Regions from separate parts of the Zea mays genome. Here region 2 is linked to region 1. Evidence: chromatin contacts called from public Hi-C data. All regions are on one chromosome and are shown on one strand. The core of a region is the stretch at or near the end of the contact, and the rest is flanking DNA. Distances in the headings are between cores, read along the strand shown.

Evidence for each region. Hi-C and Micro-C count contacts between places; a contact is called where the count stands out from the background.
Region 2: a Hi-C map of leaf shows a contact between it and region 1, with 2.2 times the contacts expected there. The contact joins the promoter of LOC103647127 here to the promoter of LOC103647124 in region 1. A contact is called at or near these places in 2 of 25 Hi-C or Micro-C datasets (ear and leaf).

What each region holds. Positions count from the first base shown.
Region 1 is chr2:153,211,482-153,216,217 of Zm-B73-REFERENCE-NAM-5.0, reverse strand. LOC103647124 reads right to left here and starts at 1,601. Exons shown (of 3, transcript XM_008671683.3): 1 at 957-1,601; 2 at 1-702. The coding sequence starts at 638.
Region 2 is chr2:153,485,682-153,490,280 of Zm-B73-REFERENCE-NAM-5.0, reverse strand. It overlaps LOC103647127 (formin-like protein 5), which reads right to left and starts at 3,086. Exons shown (of 8, transcript XM_035965368.1): 1 at 2,777-3,086; 2 at 2,499-2,657; 3 at 424-671. The coding sequence starts at 2,637.

The DNA.
Region 1 (4,736 bases), core at 352-2,851:
ACTTCGATCGGAACACCTTCACCAGCGCTGCTCCGAAACTGCCGCAGCTGAACATTCTCGCAGATTTCCTTGGTGGCCGGCTGCTCCTCTCTTTCCACAACAACAACTTCCGCGCGGCGAAGAGCGTCGTCAGCAGAGACAGATGCGACGATACTGCCCTCGTCACGGTGGGCTTCATGGAAGAAGGTGGTACCGGACGTTGTTTCCTCGGCGCGGACAACGGGGCTCGCAGAAGAACTCCTTGGCATGTGGGCGACGGCGGCGACACGCTGAACCTCCACGGCAACTGCTGGACAAGACTCAGCAACGGATGGTGTGGATACAGCCACAGCCACAGCCACAGCCACAGCCACAGCATCAGGGGGGGACGGGCCCTCTCCGTCTCCGGTCGCTGGAGCGCCGTCACCTGGCTCCCCGTAGCTCAGCAGCGCCCCGAGCAGAAGCGCGGTTAGCAGGAACACCGGCGACGAGGACAGGAGGAGAGCGAGCAGGGCAGGGCAGAGCCTGTGCAGGAACAGCAGCAGCGTGCCGACGCCGAGCGCCACGGGGTACTCGGACGCGGACTGGCAGGCAAGCCTGGCGGAAGAACGCAACGCGCTCTTGATGTGCAGCAGGGCGTTGGTTGCGTCGAGTCCCATCTTTGGCTCTTCGCCGCCTGCCTTCAACTGGATTCGGCCCTGCCTGCGGACGCGGAGATCTAAACTGGGAACAGAAAAGTCGACACAAGATCAGGACAAATGAGATGAGGGGAAAGAGAAGTAGCAGCAAGAAGATGGCACTACCAATATATAACAGGTAAAAGGACCAACAATGGCTACGGGAAGGAGAGGAATGGAAGGAGCAGGAGGACACGAAGCATGAAAGTATATGACACCAACCAACAATGGCTACGGACCAAGGGGAAAAGAATAAGAAGAAGAATCGACGACGGTGGCAGGCAGGAGCAAAGAAACCACCTCAGCGTGCAGGCGTACGTAGAAGAGCTCGTTCTTGGCGTCAGGAACGGAAACGCCTCGGACCAGACGGACGCAGCAGGCGAAGGGTTCGGCGGATGGGGGAAAGGGTGGGCGGCGGGATGGCCGGATGGAGAGTGACAGGGGAGAGGAGAGCTGGTGCTGGAACAAGGAAGGGGAATAAAGCGAAGCAAACAGCACGGAGCCGCAGTGCAGCGTGTCTCTGCTTTTTCCTCTGCTAGGATTCCTTGCTTCGGAGGTAGAGGCAGCAGCGACAGTGCGACACCACGCCACCGGCACAAATGAAACGCTTTGGTCGGCCGGCACGGAAAGGCAGCGGCGACCCTGACCTTGATGCGCGGCGATGCCTGCGGCCTGCGGGCGGCCGGAAAGTTGCGCAGGAGCAATCATGGCATCAGCCAGCCAGCCAAGCCATTGCAGAACTATCCTCCCAGTCTCCCTCCTACTAGTCCTAGTCGTAGCTGTCTGACTGTCGTGCTCCCCTCGTTGGCCGCGGCTCGTTTCTGACCTCTGCAGTTTACTACAACAACCCAGCTGCTGGGACCATACAGTGCAGCCTTGAGAACTGTGCAGGACTGCTCACTGAAATCTATGGCAGCCATCGACCTGTTTTTACCTTCAGCACCAACAAAACATTTTTTATTTGCGTCATAGTACAGACAGCCGGTGAAAAGGAAAAGCGAAAAGAAAAAGAAACTTCAACCAGTTGGTCGATGGCAGTACAATGACGCGCACTGCCTGCCTCTTACAGGCTGGGATTTTTCCTTCCTTCCTTTTTTTTTCAAAATTGGAGCTATTATACTCTCTATGCTGGCATGGGAACGAATCATCTGGTGATGCTCTCTGAGAAGACATACACAAGGTCGGACGGTTCGTGACCTGCGCGCAGGAGCAGCTCCTCTTGGGGCAGTCCACGTCTGGACCTAGATCTCGTATTCCGGGAGGAATCTGTCGGGGAAGAAGAGATCCTAGCATGTATTTTGGTGTTGACAGGTAATCCAAGACGTCTCTAAACGACGTAGAGCCAAAAAGACCTGAATATTCGAGGTATAGGAAGACTAAACTAGTGCAACTGCATAAGGTAAAAACGAGCAGTATAGTTCATTGGATCGTTTGTGGAGGGTTTAATCGGCCGTAACACATCTATATAAAGGGAAGGTCTAGAACTATTACAAGTCGATTGAGTTAACTCTGTAGATTTAGCTAACAAATCATACAAGAAATCTAAAACCCTAACTGATTTTGTGCACACGTAGACGATCTGTGTCGCTATGACGAACCGTCCGAACCGCGGACGGTCCGGTCACCGCCGGGGACTTTTGCTCAACGCTCTAGCAATCGAATTCTGGGACTCCGAACTGATCAGTAGGTTAATGAAGATTCGTCTATAAGAACAACTATCGAAATTCTTCTGGCGAAAGATGATGCCTGATTTACGTCAACATCAAACTTTACCTTTTTCTTTTCAAGCCTATAAATTGAGTAGTCAACAGCAGTAGGTGCCGTTTCTTTACCACGTGATGTGACCTGACCACAGCAGTAAAGTTTGCTTGCTGCTGGAGAGAGAGCGCCGTGTACTTGCGCACATCGCCAAGAGCTCCGCTTGCCATCGACACCCTCTTCGATCCTAACTAGATGGTCTATCTGCGCAGCGCTAGACCTAGACGTGGGAATGGAGAATGGACGGACACATCCAAATCCAAACACAGGAATCCAGCTCAAAGACCAATTGAAGCAACGCTAGGTCAGTTCATAATTTGTTTGGGACGACCCGTGTCCAGTGTAAGATAGGGTTGGATTAACATGTGCCTCCTTATTGGATCTATCGAGTTTTTAAGTGTCGGATTCGGTTTTTTTTATGTTTTAGGTCAAAAATTATGGTTCATGTTTAGTCGGTGGATTATTACGGGTCAAAAGCTATATCTCGCACTTGTCTGTATTGGTCTGGTGTTTTTTTCTCTCTCGAGCGGGTTAGACAGAGTCAGACGGTCAATGCTTAGTCTGTCTTTGGTGGGTTGTGTAAATTAGAAAATATGTAACTGTAGCTGAAACTGTTTAACATTGTTTACATAATAAAGTTTGAAATAGAATTATGATAAAAGTTAAAAGATGACATATGAAAGCTGGCTGAGACGGCCCTAAGCCTAACCGTGGATATTTGTCATCTGAAACTTTGGCTTCATGCAGAATCAGTCACCTTATGCAGAATCAGTCACCTTAAGCCTAACCCTGTCAGATCATAATTTGTTTGGTACGACCCGTGTCCAGTGTAAGATAGGGTTGGATTAACATGTGCCTCCTTATGCCCTGTTTGGAAATGGATTTTTCTCGTAGCACATTATTTCGGTACTACGGTCTACAATATGACGTGACACAATACCACAATTTAAACAAAAACAGAGTAAAATCACAGTATTTGTCCATACATAGCACTGTTTGGTAGAACAGTATTTGGCTTATATAAACGAGACAAGTTCAAATTTAAATACTAGTGAAACAAGCATCGACAAGTTTGCTGCAAGACAAGCATCGACACTTCCAATCAAAAGTTTGCTGCAACCAATACAAATCCAATTTTGCTTCTATTCAAGTTGGTCTTCGTGATAATCCAGCGAAAACATAAAGAGAAGTTCAAATTCAGTTTTGCTTATATTTTCCACAAGTTGGTCTTCGTGTGCCAACCTGCTTTAACCTGGCAGAGAATAATGATTAGTGACCATGATAATCAGAGTTAGGTAAACTCATAACTGCACAGATTTGACTAAAGAAATGCACAGATTTATATTGTGTATAAATACATATGTAGTCCACAATCTGTTGTGCAAGCTAGCTATAAGTTGAAAGTAGGAATAGATGTGGAGAAATTTCTTTAGCAGGAAGAGAAGAGAGGATGAAGACATGTAAATTATCAGCCAATGGTTAGATGGAAATCATTCTCATGAGCGTACACCTATCCACACTTGAATCCTTTCGGGGAAAAACATGTCGAAGAACTTATACAAGGACATAAGGGAGAAGGAAATTTTTTGCAAACTGGTAGATCTTCTAATTGACAGCAAAATGGAAGAGATGTTTCAGTTGACGAACAATTAGCAATATTTCTGTTTTGCCTTTCAACAAATGCAAGTAATCGATCCATACAAGAACGGTTTCAGCATAGCGGAGAGACTATTAGTCGATATTTCAATCTTGTACTTGAAGCTATTGTCTCATTATCATCTAGGATGATACAACTACCTCCAATCAATACCCCAGTTGTTATATCTAGCAACCCCAAGTTTATGCCATACTTTAAGGTAACTTATGCCCTATTTGATTTTAAGTAACTCATGCTATACTTGAAGGTATTATACTTTAACTATTATATTTTTTAGGATTGTATTAGAGCGATCGACGGTACTCATGTTCCTATTACTATATCTCCTAGCTTGCAAGACCCATATCGAAATAGAAAGGGTGGTCTATCACAGCTGGTAATGGTGGCGTGTGACTTCAATAGTAAATTTGTGCATGTAAGTGCTGGATGGGAAGGATCAGTTGCAGATGCCCGAGTGTTACAGGATGCAATGGCTCATGGTTTCTATGTTCCTACAGGCAAATTTTATTTAGTTGATGTAGGATATGCAAATACTCCTAATTTTATAGCTCCATATCGTAATGTTCGATATCATTTGCAAGAGCAAGCTAGAAGTAATCTAAGGCCAAGCAATGCAAAGGAGTTGTTCAACCTACGACATGCCCAACTACGGAACCATGTTGAAC
Region 2 (4,599 bases), core at 1,837-4,336, 270 kb before region 1:
TCTAACTAATCTAAATTCCATCAGTTATTTCGTAACTAATCTAAATTCCATCAGTTATTTGATAATTAATCTAGTAATGCTATGTCTAGGAATATTCCTAACAGAGTATTGACGAAGATATAAGAAAACTATGATTATGATCATGTCTCAAAAAACATCAAAGCAAACAAATATATGGAATCAAGATAAGTGTACCAAGGGAGAAATAATGATGATTGCATAACATAAAGCAGCAAAAGCATATGACTCCAAGAGTTTGCTACAAATAAACTAAGAATGGTCACTAATCCAATGGTACTATAGTAGCATGATGGTACAGATCATCCTGCATTGTTGGAAAAAGTTCTAGGACAATTCTAGAATAAAGTTGTTTCTCAAATGCAAAGAATTAATCACGTAACAGTGAAAAAAGATTAAATTTACCAATCTCGCCACCTGCTTCCTCCCTTCCTCTCCCCCATTTTCATAAACATGCTTCAGGGATCTAGGTAGAACCCTCCAGAACTCATCCACATAGTCTGCCCCCTTGCGTTTACTGTTTTGCAGGATATCATTTGATAGATAGAGGAATGGTATTTTCTTCTCCTCCCTTGAACTAGTAAACTGTTTTTCCCATGTATCTACAACCCTTTTGGCCCTCTTGCGGTGAAAAATGCACCATTGTGAAAGTGCTGCATAAGAATTAAGGAACGTAAAAAGAACCACTATGCAATCTCTATATGCAAGCTTACATAAGTAAAAAAATATGGGATTTGGATAAAAAATTAACATCATTAACAAACAGGAAGTATGGAAATAAATAGACTATATGGTCATTCAATTATTCAAGGAACCTAGATTAAATCAAACTATATAGTAGAAAGACATACTTAAAGCATACAAGATATATATATATACACACACACACACACCACAAAATTGAGAGCACGACGGGCAGACCCGTTGCCAGAGGCTCCCACATAAGTGCGGTCTGAAGAAGGAATAAACCGAGGCAAGCCTTCACCTTGCAAATATGGCCTTTGAACCCACGACCTAGTAACTCAATGAGGCAGCTCTCACCACTACACCAGACCTTCCTAATTGAAAGCACAACCATGAAGAAAAGGGGAAACACAGTTCCTAGGTTACTAAAGTTTCTGTGTTTGTAAACTTTAAAGTTTCTACCATCTAGGCTCCCACTTAAAAGTGGTCCATAGAAATAGCAGCATTGGCCACTAAAACTAATGATTTAGTCATTTAGTGGTGGATGTTAAGTTGCCTGCACCGACCAGTTCAACCCCAAAGCATAAACACTCAGGAAGAGGTGAACACTGAACAATGCATATACTTCAACACCCCCACTCACCTGAGATGTGCAAACGTGGAATAAAGGGGGCGAAGGACTTGTTGCCTATACCAGGATTCGAACTAGGGATATATGGTTTTGATACCATGTAAAATTACATGCACCGACCAGTTGTTCAATTCAAAAGCTTAAGCTCTCAGAAAAAGGTAGGCAATGCACTTATACACTTCAACAGTGGACACCAGAATACCAGATTAAGTTGAGTGTAAGCATGGAAAGTTAATGAGGGGTGAGGTTATTTTGTTCTAAAGGGTACCAATGGTTAGTATGACATACAGCAATATATGCAGACACAGTATATCTCATCACAGCAACTTGCATACAGATGGAGTTGTATATAACATATGGCATGGATTCCTCACACAGAAGCATGCACAATGATACTGAAACAATCATAGGATTCTCCTTTTCTATCGATTCATATAGAGCAACACGTGGCATGCTAATACTGCACTCACCTTTTACTTCAAACTACAAAAGTAGGGCTTAAGGTTAGTACTGTTACTGTTACTGCCATCATTAATGCCTCTTTTCTCTTTACTTCGTTATCCTCTTTATTGGTGGCTCCTGTTGGATTTCGAGGCCTGCCTCAACTTTCTAGGGACTAAACGTCTTTGTTTTTTGTTGCCATTATTGGCAATGTTTGGTTTCCATTTCCCAATAAAGATGGATTTCATTGTATTTTGAGGCTGTTCCCTTTGTGAAATGGAAAATGATAACATGAACTCCTAAGACTGCACATTGCATCTATTAGTAGTCACTATAGTATAATTGCGAACCAGTTTAAAAGTTAGAACGACATGGCTAAACTTAGAGCCTTTCTCGAATGTACTACACAAGAAAGACTCTAGAATCAACAATCAAGAGAATTGTCAGGAAGTAGAGTGATATGAAACATACTGTAATACTGATACACTGCACAAGCTGATTTGTAATTCTTATATGTGTGTGCGTCCAAACTAACAACATGATAAGCACTGTGCATAACAGAACAAGACGGTTATACTTAGATCTCCTAGCCAGTTCTACTCATAGACACTGCAATTTACAAGTTAGGGCTTTAGACTTAATCAAGAGGAAACAGACAGCAACACCCTATGCTACCAAATTTGCAAGCGGCCGTGCAGGAAAGTAGACACGGGAGAAAGGATACTCTCAATGCTAGTGGCTGAGTTGTTGAGCCTGTTGAGCTTATCAATCAGCATCTGCTCGCTAAAGAGGCCGCCGCCGCCACTGCCGACCCCGCTGCCATCTCCTGTTTCTGCGTCTACATCCGCCTTCGCGCCCGCCATCACGAAGCCTCCAACTAATTCTGCTCACTCGCGGATATGCCAAATCCCTAGAGAAATTTATGATCCTGCGAAAGCAACTCGAGCTAATTTTGCTAATAAAAAATCAAGGAGATTGGAACTCGGAGTTGGGGGTGCACACCTCGGTAGCGAGTTCCTAAGCTTGAGCCTACTGCCGCGGACGAGGCGAAGAGGGAGTGGGAGGGGAAGGACCCAAGGATGGGGGGAGACGAAGAGCCAAAACCAATTCTTATCCGACGCGCGTGCGACGGGGAACTGCTAGCTACGCACGGCGCGACGTCTTCCGCGGCGAGGTTAGGGAAGGGCGGCGGGGGCACGGGGGCGGATGGGAGAATGGCGGCGCGGCGCGGCGGCGTGTCGGCGTGCTGCTGGTTTTGGTGTAGTCTTACGAAAGGATGTTAAAGAAGTTCCCCTAAAACTGATTATTTAGGGAGGACATATCCTGTGCAATCACTCATTTTGGTGCAAACGTGCAATCAAACTATCCAGAGCATCCAATCTAGATCTAACGGTTTCATATGGAAGGGGTTAAAAATAAAATAGGTACTATGTTTTAGGTGGAAGGGGTTAAATATAAAATAACAGTCATCATTAGATCTAGATCGGATGCACCAGATCGCTTGATTGCATGCTTGCACCAGGATAAATGATTGCATAGGATATTTTCCCTTATTTAGGTTAGGCTAAAAAGTTTTAGAAGTTGAACCTGGTGTGTAATCCAATAATTCCTCTAAACAAAGAGTGGAAATTAAAAAAATCGATCAAAAAACAGATGCTATTACTCCCATGGCTTTTTTAGTGTCGGACGAAATGCTAGTGCCTCGCTGGTTTATTTGGCTCATGGTCAGTTCGACTCGACTCGAATCAGCTCGTTTGAATTTTTTCACGAGCTGAGCTGACATCATAGCTCAGTTCGTTAACGAACCAGCTCTCGAGCTAAACTAGCTACCATATTCCAGTAAAATGAAACTATATGCATATCATTTACAGAATAATTGATGAACATGTTATATATATGTGAGATATCTATGGCCTATAAATTAAACTAATGATTAATAAACTATGTCTATGTGTTAATTTGGTCTATACAAATATAATTATGGGTTAAACTGATGAACATGTATGTGAATTGTGAATTAATAAGTCATGAATTATGCTAATTTGGTGTTACATTGATGTGGTTTGTGAAATTATGAGTATAACTACTATTTTTTATTGTTAAATTAGTTTAAATTATGTATATATTATTTTTTTGCTCTGCTCGCGAGTTAAACGAGTCAGCTCCAGCTTGTAAACGAGCCGAGCTAAGCTGACTCTGTGGCTCGTTACCTTAACGAACCGAGTCAAACTGACTCGTTAGCTTAATGAGCCAGCTCGAACTCGGACGAGTCGAGCTAAGCTAGCTCGTTATCCACCCCTATCTTTTTGCTTGTCTTTGTTTTATTGGGCTGGCCTTGTTGCGCACAAAAAAAATGAACGAGCGCCTCAACGCATCGAAAACAAAAACTCTTGAGCCTTGCTGCACGGAAAACAAAAACGAGGAACCTGGGGGCGCGTGGACGGAATTGGGAGAGATGCAATACGCGAGGCATGTGTTTGTTTCGGAACGACCCAATTTTTTTTGCCGAGTTGGATTCATTTTTTGTTTGGTTTTAGTGATATATTGAACCTAGTTTCTTGTTTGATTACAGGGTTAAAGTAAGTTAGAGCTACACTATCTCTTGTTTGTTTTGTGATGAAGGATGAATTGAATATAGTCACATTCCTGGTCATATTACTCAAGATGATATCTTCAATTTAATAAGATGACATCATTCAAAATAAATAAAACTGACACTATTTTAACATTTGAGAAATCTATAAGCATAAGATATAAATAAATTAAAGTTATTATTGACTAAGTCGTAAATTTTTAGTGATGAGGTATCACTGTTACATTTTAGT